Linked DNA regions of Mus musculus: region 2 is linked to region 1. Evidence: chromatin contacts called from public HiChIP or PLAC-seq data. All regions are on one chromosome and are shown on one strand. Each heading gives the region's core, a stretch centred on a gene start, on an enhancer-like site or on the middle of the called end of the contact. The rest is flanking DNA. Distances are from core to core; before and after follow the strand shown. Region 1 has its middle 46 kb from the start of Apln. Region 2 holds the start of 9530027J09Rik (RIKEN cDNA 9530027J09 gene).

Region 1 (4,651 bases), core at 1,266-3,765:
ACAAGTCCCAAACCATTGGATCTGAAGCGGTATCCATCCCTGCCACCTTCCACTTCAGAACCATTTTTACATTGGTGTTATCACCTACTTGGTTGGTGTTCTGAAGTCTGCTATTTTTTAAAAATAATGGAGTGATCACAGGGGCTAGAGTCCCCTAACTATTCCCAATGCAAGGTAATGTTCCAGAATGTGTGAGTGCCCCCCTCTGTCTTCTTCCCTTCCTTCCTCTCTCTCTCTCCTTCCCTCCCTCCCTCTCCCTCCCCCTCCTCCCCACCTCCAATCTCCATCCCTACCTCTGTCACTGTTTCTGTCTTTGACTGTCTCTGTGGAGTGTGTGTGTGTGTGTGTGTGTGTGTGTGTGTGTGTGTTTTCAAGATAGGGTTTCTCTGTATAGCCCTGGCTGTCCTGGAACTCAGTCCATAGACAAGGCTGGTTTTGAACTCAGAGATCCACCTTCCTCTGCCTTCACGAGTGCTGGGATTCAAGGTGTTATGCCACCCCCACCTGGCACCCACTGATCTCTTTAAATATAGGAATCATGCTCACTCCAGGGAGATAATCATACCACAAGACATAAGTTAGAACTGACAGCTGCTAAAGGGATGGCAGAGCGACATCTCACATTGATTCCCTGAACACAATTGCTTGGCCCGAGCGTGAGTGGCATTCAGAATACTTCCCACCAGTATTTTCTCTTTCTATGAAAGCATAAAACGGGTTGAGTTGACATTAAGTGAATACTTATATGTCACTACAGACTAGAGAGCTCCGCCCAGATGCCCCACATTTATCTTGGACTGAACCCATCATTTAAAAAAAAAAAACCAAAGCAGCCAAACCTTTCCTGAGTTTTCTGTGTCCTCAATGAATGCCACTACAGTCCTACCAACAGAAATAGTCTGCTGTAAGTGGTGAGGGGGACTGGAGTGAACACCTCTGTGTAGTGCCCTAGCTGATGAGATTTATACTAAATTCAAGGACACCCTGGGAAACCCAGAATGCCAAAATAACCTGTTTGGAGAAAGTAGACACAGGGTATACTTTCTGAGGGACCTTACCCAGAAGCCTCGCCCACCTGCCTAGCCACAAGGACTCTTGGTGATAATGTTTAGTATTATACTATACAATATGACTAATGTATGATTTTCCTGTGAACAAATTCTGTAGAATTCTGTTCTAGAGGCTCTCAGGGGTTGGCAAACCATGGTCCAAATCCAACATACCATCTAATTTTGTAAGCAAAGTTTGATTGGAGCACAGCAATGCTATTTTTTCCAGGTTATCTATAACTGTGTTTTACTACAATGAGAGAATTGCATGGTTGCGGCAGTGACTCACAAACAAAACCATTTACTACCTGGCCCTTCAGAGAAACATTGTAATCTAGACTGTTCTGCTCTGAGCCCTACCAAGTGGCGGCAGGGCCCTTTAGCACAATCTTTGGTAGCAAGTCTATGCTATCCATCATTTAACTCAAAAGAATTCATACATGAATGCTCAGAAGACCAACGAAACGGCAGTTAACAAATATGGTTCTGAGCAGCCATTTCGCCCCTCATCACTCACAGCTGGAGTGAGCATGGAGCGACTGTGAACTGGTGCACCTGCCGTTCCCACACTCCTCCTCAGTCCCTGTGAGCCTCTCATTGTACTGAACTGGTTCTCCTGTCTGCACTCAATCAACAGGGCTGGGACAACTGGATCGCCATCTGGAAGAATCCATCCAGAGTTGGATCCATCCCATACCCTGAGAACAAGATAAAATTCCCACCGCTGCAGACTGAAGAGTTTCCTCTGCCTGATGAGGTCCCTGGATGGATGATCAGTTTAGAGGTACAGAAGATAAGCAAATGCCTTGTGGGAACTGGGGGGTTAGGGTTTGATGGAGCTAGTATACAGCAAGCAGACTCCTCGGCTGGAAAGAAGAGGAGCCAACAATGTGTATATACAACATGTACATTTTGGAGCTGGCCAGGAAGCAGGGCTGAAGCTGATGGTCTCAGAGGGAGCAGAGCATGCCAGAGGCTCATACAAGAAGTGGGTCTTACTAACACGGGAAGAGCACAGGCTCCTTAGCTGGGGGGGGAGGGGAGGGCGCTGGGCAAACATCGTTCATTAGTTCCTAGACTATAGCTAGGGTGTTGCATAACTCATGGGTCATGACTATGGTGCCGCCCACCCCTGATTCATCAATCCCCTGGAGGATCACATTCTGGAAAACTTGCAGGCCGTGGAGCTGCTCCAGGAACTGAGGTAATCCCAGAAAAGATGAAGTGATCCCTGCTTCATTTTTCAAGTTAGACAACTAGAGACCCTGTGGACAAAGGAGAGAGACGGGAACGTGAGAGCGAAGCCAGCAGGATGATCCTTGTAGACACTCAAATCTTACAATCTGAAAAGAATTAGAAGTAATTTTTTAAAAAGCAATTCCTTACATGCTTGACGTCCTTTAGTTTGTCCCGGCTGTTATTACTCACGGTTTAAAGTTACACCACATAATGAACTTTGTGTTTAATCCAGATCTTGGCTCTGGAAAATAGAAGACCAACCCAAACCTGAGCCATGATGGAAAGCAGAGGGGTGTGCTGGTCCCCTCAGTTGGGTGACACCTGAAACAGGGGGAGGGACAGGGGAGAGACAGGAGTGCACTGATTAGCTCAGCCTCTGCCTCAAAGCCTGGCTGCCCCCTGAAATCTGAAAGCAAGGGAAGATGCTGAAGTTCCTGAGTTGGGCTCCTTTTGAAGTTTTTCGCAGCCCCTTTGGGATGTAGCCATCCTGATAAGAATGAAGATACGCTAAAGAGAAGCTTGGGACCCTCCCAACTTGGCTATAAGTTGATTGAAACAATGCACCCATAAAGTCGTTTCCCATAGGAGATACATGCTCCTAAAAGGAAAGGCAGAGGTCATGGTGGCAACCAAAGGAGGAACTTAGCTCCCAAGATTCCACACAGTTTGGACAACCTGTCAGACCACCTTACAGGAGAGACAGGGTAGAGCTCATGCGGACAATGAAGGGTCAGTGATGGGGGAGACCATGGCATTGCTTAGTTATCCATATCTCTAGTCCTCTATTTAAATCTACTTGACAGTACCCAGAAGATGAACATGGGGAGGCATAGGCACCAGGCCTTTCTGTCCTTTTCTGGTTTTATTATTTTGCAGGGGTTGGGGGAGGTTTCATGACACGGGTTCTCTGTGTAGCCCTGGCTGTCCTGGAACTCACTCTGTAGACCAGGCTGGCCTTGAACTCAGAAATCTGCCTGCCTCTGCCTCCCCGGTGCTGGGATTAAAGGCGTGCACCACCACTGCCTGGCTCAGACTTTTTTTTTTTTTTTTAAGGACTTGTGCATTGAATACATATGTAAAACCCTTTTCTCTTGCAAATTTTCACTATTCCTTATTTGTTCAGTTGGCCTATTGAAGACAAATTGCTAAACCTGGCTTATTCCTAACAACCCTGGTAATGAGACCAGTCAAAAGTGCCAGCCCACAAGGTCCCCTGATGCCACCTGGTTTTCTCTCACTTCCCATTCTTTGAGTCTCAAGAATTGCTTCTTGGTACATTCTCCCAATCTCCTCTGTGGAGGAGATCCATGGTTCTTTTTGACTTCTTGTGACTCTAGAAGGGACAGGAATGTATTGGAGAACTGGGCAGTCATCTGTTGTGGTGGCCAGCCTAGACACCTGGAGGGACTGCATGTCCATCCTGAGGAACCACACTGTGACAGTCCCATGTCAGTTCTCTGAGTGGAAGGGGTTTGGTCACAAGTAGCTTTGTTTGTAAGGTGAGCCGTGGAAGAAGGCTAGTGATTTGGAAGGGTTTGAGCAATTCAGCCTGGAGCACCTTCCCCAGGCATGGCTGAGTCAAAGGATCTCACCTTAGGCTCTTTACCAGCAGGCTGCCAAGGGACAAAAGTGGACACTGTCATGTTTGACACCTCCTTCTCTTTCATGATCCCACATCCTTGTCATTCCAAGTTCTTTCCCACTTCTATTCAACTCTCTCTCTCCATCATAGCCCAAGCCACTAACCATCATCTCTCTGTGATAAATCTAAGACTGGGATGACAGACAGAGTACAAGCCACCTAGTTGAATTTGAATCTCAGGTACATAGAATCAGTTTCTACCTTGTACTACATTTGGGTCACACACTTAAAGCATTCTCTCTGTAAAGTTCAAATGTAACTGGACCATCTGTGTTTCATTTTGTTTGTTTCTCTTTTTTTCCCATTTGTTTTGTTTCTAAACCTAGCAACCAGACCAGCTTCACAGCCCAGCATCCCTTACAAAGCAGCCAAAAGGAACTTACAGACATTCAGACATGGCCATTGTCACTACTACTCAACACCATGAAATCCCTGCTCACCCAGGAATCAAGTCCAAGCTTCTCACGGGACACACAAGACCTATCTCTGCCTTAATGCCTCCTGGCCCTCGTCTTCATCTCATTCTGTTACCCTGAATCCACATTATGCCCCCAACAGACCAAATGCCCTATACTCCTCCAAATGTGCTTCTTTGCTTTTACATATACCAGTAACTGGAAGAACTCAAACTCATCCATCCAGCAACCACCACCACTGGCACACAACAAAAGACATATAGACCAAAGGATTAGAACAGAAGACTGGCCCCGAAATAAACCAA
Region 2 (4,651 bases), core at 1,011-3,510, 300 kb after region 1:
GTGCTTTGGTAGGCTTTGGTAATACAGCTGGGTTTCAGTCATTTTGCTCCTGTACACAAGCCCAATAAAACTCATTGGTTCACCAAGTTGAACTTTGGTGGTATCTGTACTTGGGTCTCTCTTGGGCTTCCTGTCTGGGGTGAGCAGACTTGTGTCTCCCCAGAAAGGATTTTTTCTTACATGACAAGTGTACCAGCCTATATACCTACAAGGCCCAGGTTTGATCCCCCCCCCCCCCCAGCAACCCCTAAAAGTAGAGCCATGGAGGCATGTCGACAGAAAGCTGAAAGAGCAGTATCGGTTTTTTGTATGTCTTCATAGTAACAAGACAGGCTTTTTCCTCACTTTACAGGGACACGTATGCAATCTCAGAAGTAAACGTGTTTCCTTTCTAACTCACCCAGCCAGTTCCTCACCAGGGATTCAAGCAGGATTCAGCCATATGGTCATTAACGCGGACTTTTGTATCCATGGGTGGCAGGCTGGTGGTGTAATGCAGTGGCAGCATTAGTGCTTAGCATGCCCAAGGCCCTAAACCACGCTGCACCTCGTGTTCTCTAGGGGAGACTCACCCCTCAGAACCTTATCACAAGATCCAAACTCAGAATATGCTGGAAGGTGTGAACCCCTCTGAGACACACTATGCTACGGTTGCAGCTTTAGACCTTTAGATCACCGGTCCTATTGCTACCATGGTTTTGGGTCTTTACAACCCCCCACCCACCCACCCATTCCATCTGGACCTCTGTCAGGCATGCTACTACTCTCCAAATGAATTCCAAAATGGTTAGACCTCCAGCTGCCTACCTACCAATACCTTGATTTCCATACGATAAGATTTCAGAGAATGTGATAAGTCCCATGTTACATGGTGAATCAGGAACTAGAACCTTAGGCTAACTTGGAAGTCAAAAGTCATACAATTTTTTTTCTCCCAGAATTTCTGAGTGGTAACTGTGTGTGCTCTTACCAATAGTCCTCAGGAAGTACCTGGGACTGGCTGTCAAGGGAAATAAATATAATGAGTAGTGTTCAATGCCCAAAGGACATTTTTTAACTTATGCACTGGCTTGAGATTGTCCATAATCCGCTCCGCTAGCTGTCACTTAAATCGGTAGCCAGTGAAGGGGAATGAGGAACCTCTACCTCCTCCTGCCTCCATTTAAGATACCTCAACATTCTTTCACTCTTAAGCACAAAGCTGCCATCTCTGTGCAAACCAGTTCCCAAATCGAAGCACCAATAAGTGGACAATTCCGGGTCTACTTTCTCGGGACCCTTCTGCGCGATGTTTGCGCCATACAACACTAAAGTGATGCAAGCCACCCCATCCTTCGAAGGCGAGGGCAGACGCTGGAACATGACATAAACGACGCCCACTCCCCGTTTTCCAAGCCCCCAAACGGATTCAATTGTTGTTTCGTGGGGCTCTTTTTTTTTTTTTTTTCCTTTTCTTCCTCCGAACCTCCGAAGTGTTCTTCCTTCCTATTGGCCAAAGCTGCCCCTTGACGCCACCCCGGCTTTGCTTACTGATTGGTCGGCTCTGGATGTGCCCAAGCCTTTTTCCCAGGGTGTGGCGCCCCCCTCCCGCCCCCAACAGGGTTCTGACCCCTGGCTCCTCCCTTCCCCCAACCCCCCCTCCCGTTCCGAATGGTACCGCCCTGGCTCGGCTCCCCCATGGCCCGGCCGCTGCCCTTAGGGCCCCCGGACGGGGCGGGGCACATTGGGGACGGGCAGAAGGCGGTGGTGGCGCCTTCCTGCCGAGCCCGAAGCCACCCCCGCCACCCTTCTACAACCCTCTTAGGTTCCACTTTCCCTTGAGCAGTTTTCGCCCTCCTTAGTAGCCCTGTCCCGTCTGTTGCAGCCCCCACTGGTCTTTTGGTCATCCCAAAGGGCAGCTTTCAATCCCAGCCCTCCGCGCTTGATACACGCCCATCAGCCTCCACCCTTGGGTTCTCGAAAGGCTTTCTCCCCGAGTCTGTACACCCTTCCCCTCCGGGTCCCTCTTTCTAGCGGACTGTCCATCCATCCCCGGGACCTCCCTCCCTGTGTGTGGCCGTTCCTCCCAGCGGCCTCCACTTCACGGTGTCCCCTCCCCTTCGTGGCCAGCGTGGTGGAGCACTCCTGCCCCCCCCCTTTCTCTGTACCCCCGCGCTCTCTTATGCTGTCCCTTCACGTCCCACTCTAAGTCCCTCCCACGCCATTCCCCCCACACACACACTCACACACCCCTCCCTGCGAGTCGTCCCCTGGCGCCCCTCCCCTAGCCCCCGCTTGTCTATGCCCCTCCCACACACCCGGTCCTTTTGTCTCCTCTTTGGTCTCTAAGTCCCCCGCCCCTCCCTCCCGCCCGCCCTCGCTCCCCGCGAGCACGCTCTTATCTTCCCCAGGTCCGGGCGCCCCGCCCCCTGGCCGCGCCCCGCCGGCTCCCCTCCCTCCCGCGGCCCCATCTCCACCCTCGGCGCTCCGCCCCCCCCCCCCCCCCCGCCAATCCCCGGTGGCTCGGGGCCCTCCAGCCGGGCCCACCTCCCTCGTTCCCTGGTTCGCTCCTCCCGCCACAACCTCCGCAGATCCCAGACCCACCCTTTTCGGGCCGCGGGCTCGGGCTCCCGCGCGTTCTCCCCACACTTGCACTCCTCCCTCCGCCCTGCTTTGCTACCTCGCCCAGGCCCCAAAGTCGCCCGGTCCGGGACACGGTGCAACCCGCCCTCGGGGAAGCCTCTTTCTTTGCAATGGTGCGGGCACCGCACGATCGGACCCACAGCCCTAGGAGCACAAACCCAAACTGGGCCAGTCCTGGCCGCCTTTACATAGTCCGGCTCTCGGAACCCGCCCGGGACCTTGTGCCCGTCGGAAGAGTATAGGGACCTGCTGAGCGCGGCTCCTCTGGCCTGCCCGGCGCGCCCAGGGGAGACACTGCGACCAGAATGCCAGGGATGTCTTTACCCAAAGCCTCCTTCAGTCTTCACCCAAAACCTGTGCATTCAGTAGGCTGCTCCCACCTGAGGTCTCGCGCTCAGCGGGCCTAGGTTGAGATGCTGTACCGAAAATCCTCCCAGCATCAGGGGCTGTAGTTTAGTTATGGTCCATCGGGCTCCATCAGTGAAAACAAGTGATAAGCCCTGACCACCCAGGGAGACAGGGGGCATGCACTTCTCAGCCTAGTGCTTTGTATCAACTGTCTGCAGGTGGAGGGCCTGGAACTAAACTCTTTCATCTCAGGTGAGGGTTGTGTCTTAAGTAGAGAACCAAGCCACAGGCCAATAACTAAAAAATATATCTGTTCCATAATGCCGACGTTGGCGGTATCTCTCCCCTGAACCTCTTCTGCCAAAACCTTATTTACGCAGCAGACTGGAAGTTCTTTGAAGGAGGTCCCTGTTCCTCACCCTAGCTCACTCAATGGATCTCTTGTGATTGGCAGATAACTGGATGTGTTTGTTAACTGCCCGCCTTTGTGACTTAAGGTTGTAAACTGGCAAGGGCCAGGACCAGTTGGGGATTACTAGCTTGCGCCAGGCACAGCATGGTGCCCAAAGGGATGGACAAGCAATGGTGTGTAAAGCTGATGAAAGTACTTATGCAGGAGGCAAATGCCTGCCTCTGGGTCTCCAGAACTGTTCCGGAACTGCACCTGAGTGAGGGAGAAACTAAGGAAGCTGCTTTAGCTCGTCTGCAATCCAAAGCAGAGCTAGTGGCGCCAGGTATATAGTTCTAGTCACCAACTGAATACAAGTGTTAGCACTATCCACTTCTGGGAGTGGGTTTGCAAGGAGACATAAAATCATCCATTTCAGTTTACAACGGAAACCGAGAAAAAGTAAGTAGGCAGGACTTTCTCACTGTGAAACAAACTGTCCCATATAAGGAACAAACCTGTAGCTCTTCATCTACTTGTCCCCAGGTCGAGCTGAACCCCAATCTGTCATTTGAAGAAGCCTGCAAACAGACTGGACTCCATCAGCAGCACTTACGGCGGGCTGGGAAGGTAGGGGTGGGGGACAGTGCAAAGACTCCATCCTCCCATTTATGGGTATATTCATCCTGAGCTTTGCAGCAGCTCATTTGTAACCTGCTCACTTTCGGGCTAGTAAAGCTCCCTGCCCACCTCAAAACCCCACCCCTCCCTAGTTGCTCTGTGTCCCCTGTTCCTCCTCAGCCCTACACTGTCTTCACCCAAGCCAGCCTGCTCTAAATGGACTCGGTCACTGATCCAAGCAGAAACTGAAACAGTAACAATCAGACAGTGTCAAGAGACTCCAGCAGAGATGCCTCGGATCGCCCGGCCTCCTCCTCTGCCTTGGCACAGATGTTCTTATTGTCCAAGAAAGAAATACCAAATTCCCTCTTCAAGCTAGAGAGGGGATATTGCAAGGCTTATCCCCAAGGCCCAGCCCAGTTCTTCTGCCCCCTGATTATTCATCAGTTGGAGACTGTCACCAGCCCCTTCCCCATGCTAGCCAAGATTTTTCTCCCCCTCACCACCGAAGAGATTAAGGGGAGTGGGACTGAAGCTGCAGGAGATCACTGAACTGTTCCGCAGTTCTCTTTAGGGACTGTTAGCACATCAAAATACATATTTGGAAAATGTTCACAATTAACACTGGGGGAAAAAAACAGTAAACACAGTGTCACTTTGCCAGGCTCAACA

Evidence for each region. HiChIP or PLAC-seq counts read pairs in DNA pulled down with a chosen protein or histone mark.
Region 2: an H3K27ac HiChIP or PLAC-seq map of the NIH/3T3 cell line shows a contact between it and region 1, with 12 times the contacts expected there. The contact joins the promoter of 9530027J09Rik here to the enhancer-like site in region 1. A contact is called at or near these places in 1 of 15 datasets of contacts at CTCF or cohesin (the NIH/3T3 cell line), 30 of 484 Hi-C or Micro-C datasets (3T3-L1-derived adipocytes, the C2C12 cell line, CD4 T cells and 16 more), 6 of 115 datasets of contacts at active chromatin or transcription factors (the NIH/3T3 cell line, embryonic forebrain, embryonic stem cells and 2 more) and 1 of 9 other capture datasets (embryonic stem cells).

The regions. Positions count from the first base shown.
Region 1 is chrX:47,986,071-47,990,721 of GRCm38.p6, forward strand. No RefSeq gene overlaps it. Among named protein-coding and RNA genes, the nearest start is that of Apln, 46 kb to the right of the region's middle. Within about 2 kb of position 2,516, at least 19 of the 459 cell types and tissues checked have an H3K27ac peak or open chromatin away from gene starts, as enhancers often do. A contact at or near this core is called in the C2C12 cell line, the NIH/3T3 cell line and embryonic fibroblasts, where this site is marked.
Region 2 is chrX:48,283,166-48,287,816 of GRCm38.p6, forward strand. 9530027J09Rik (RIKEN cDNA 9530027J09 gene) reads right to left here and starts at 2,261. Exons shown (of 4, transcript NR_045916.1): 1 at 2,230-2,261; 2 at 401-482.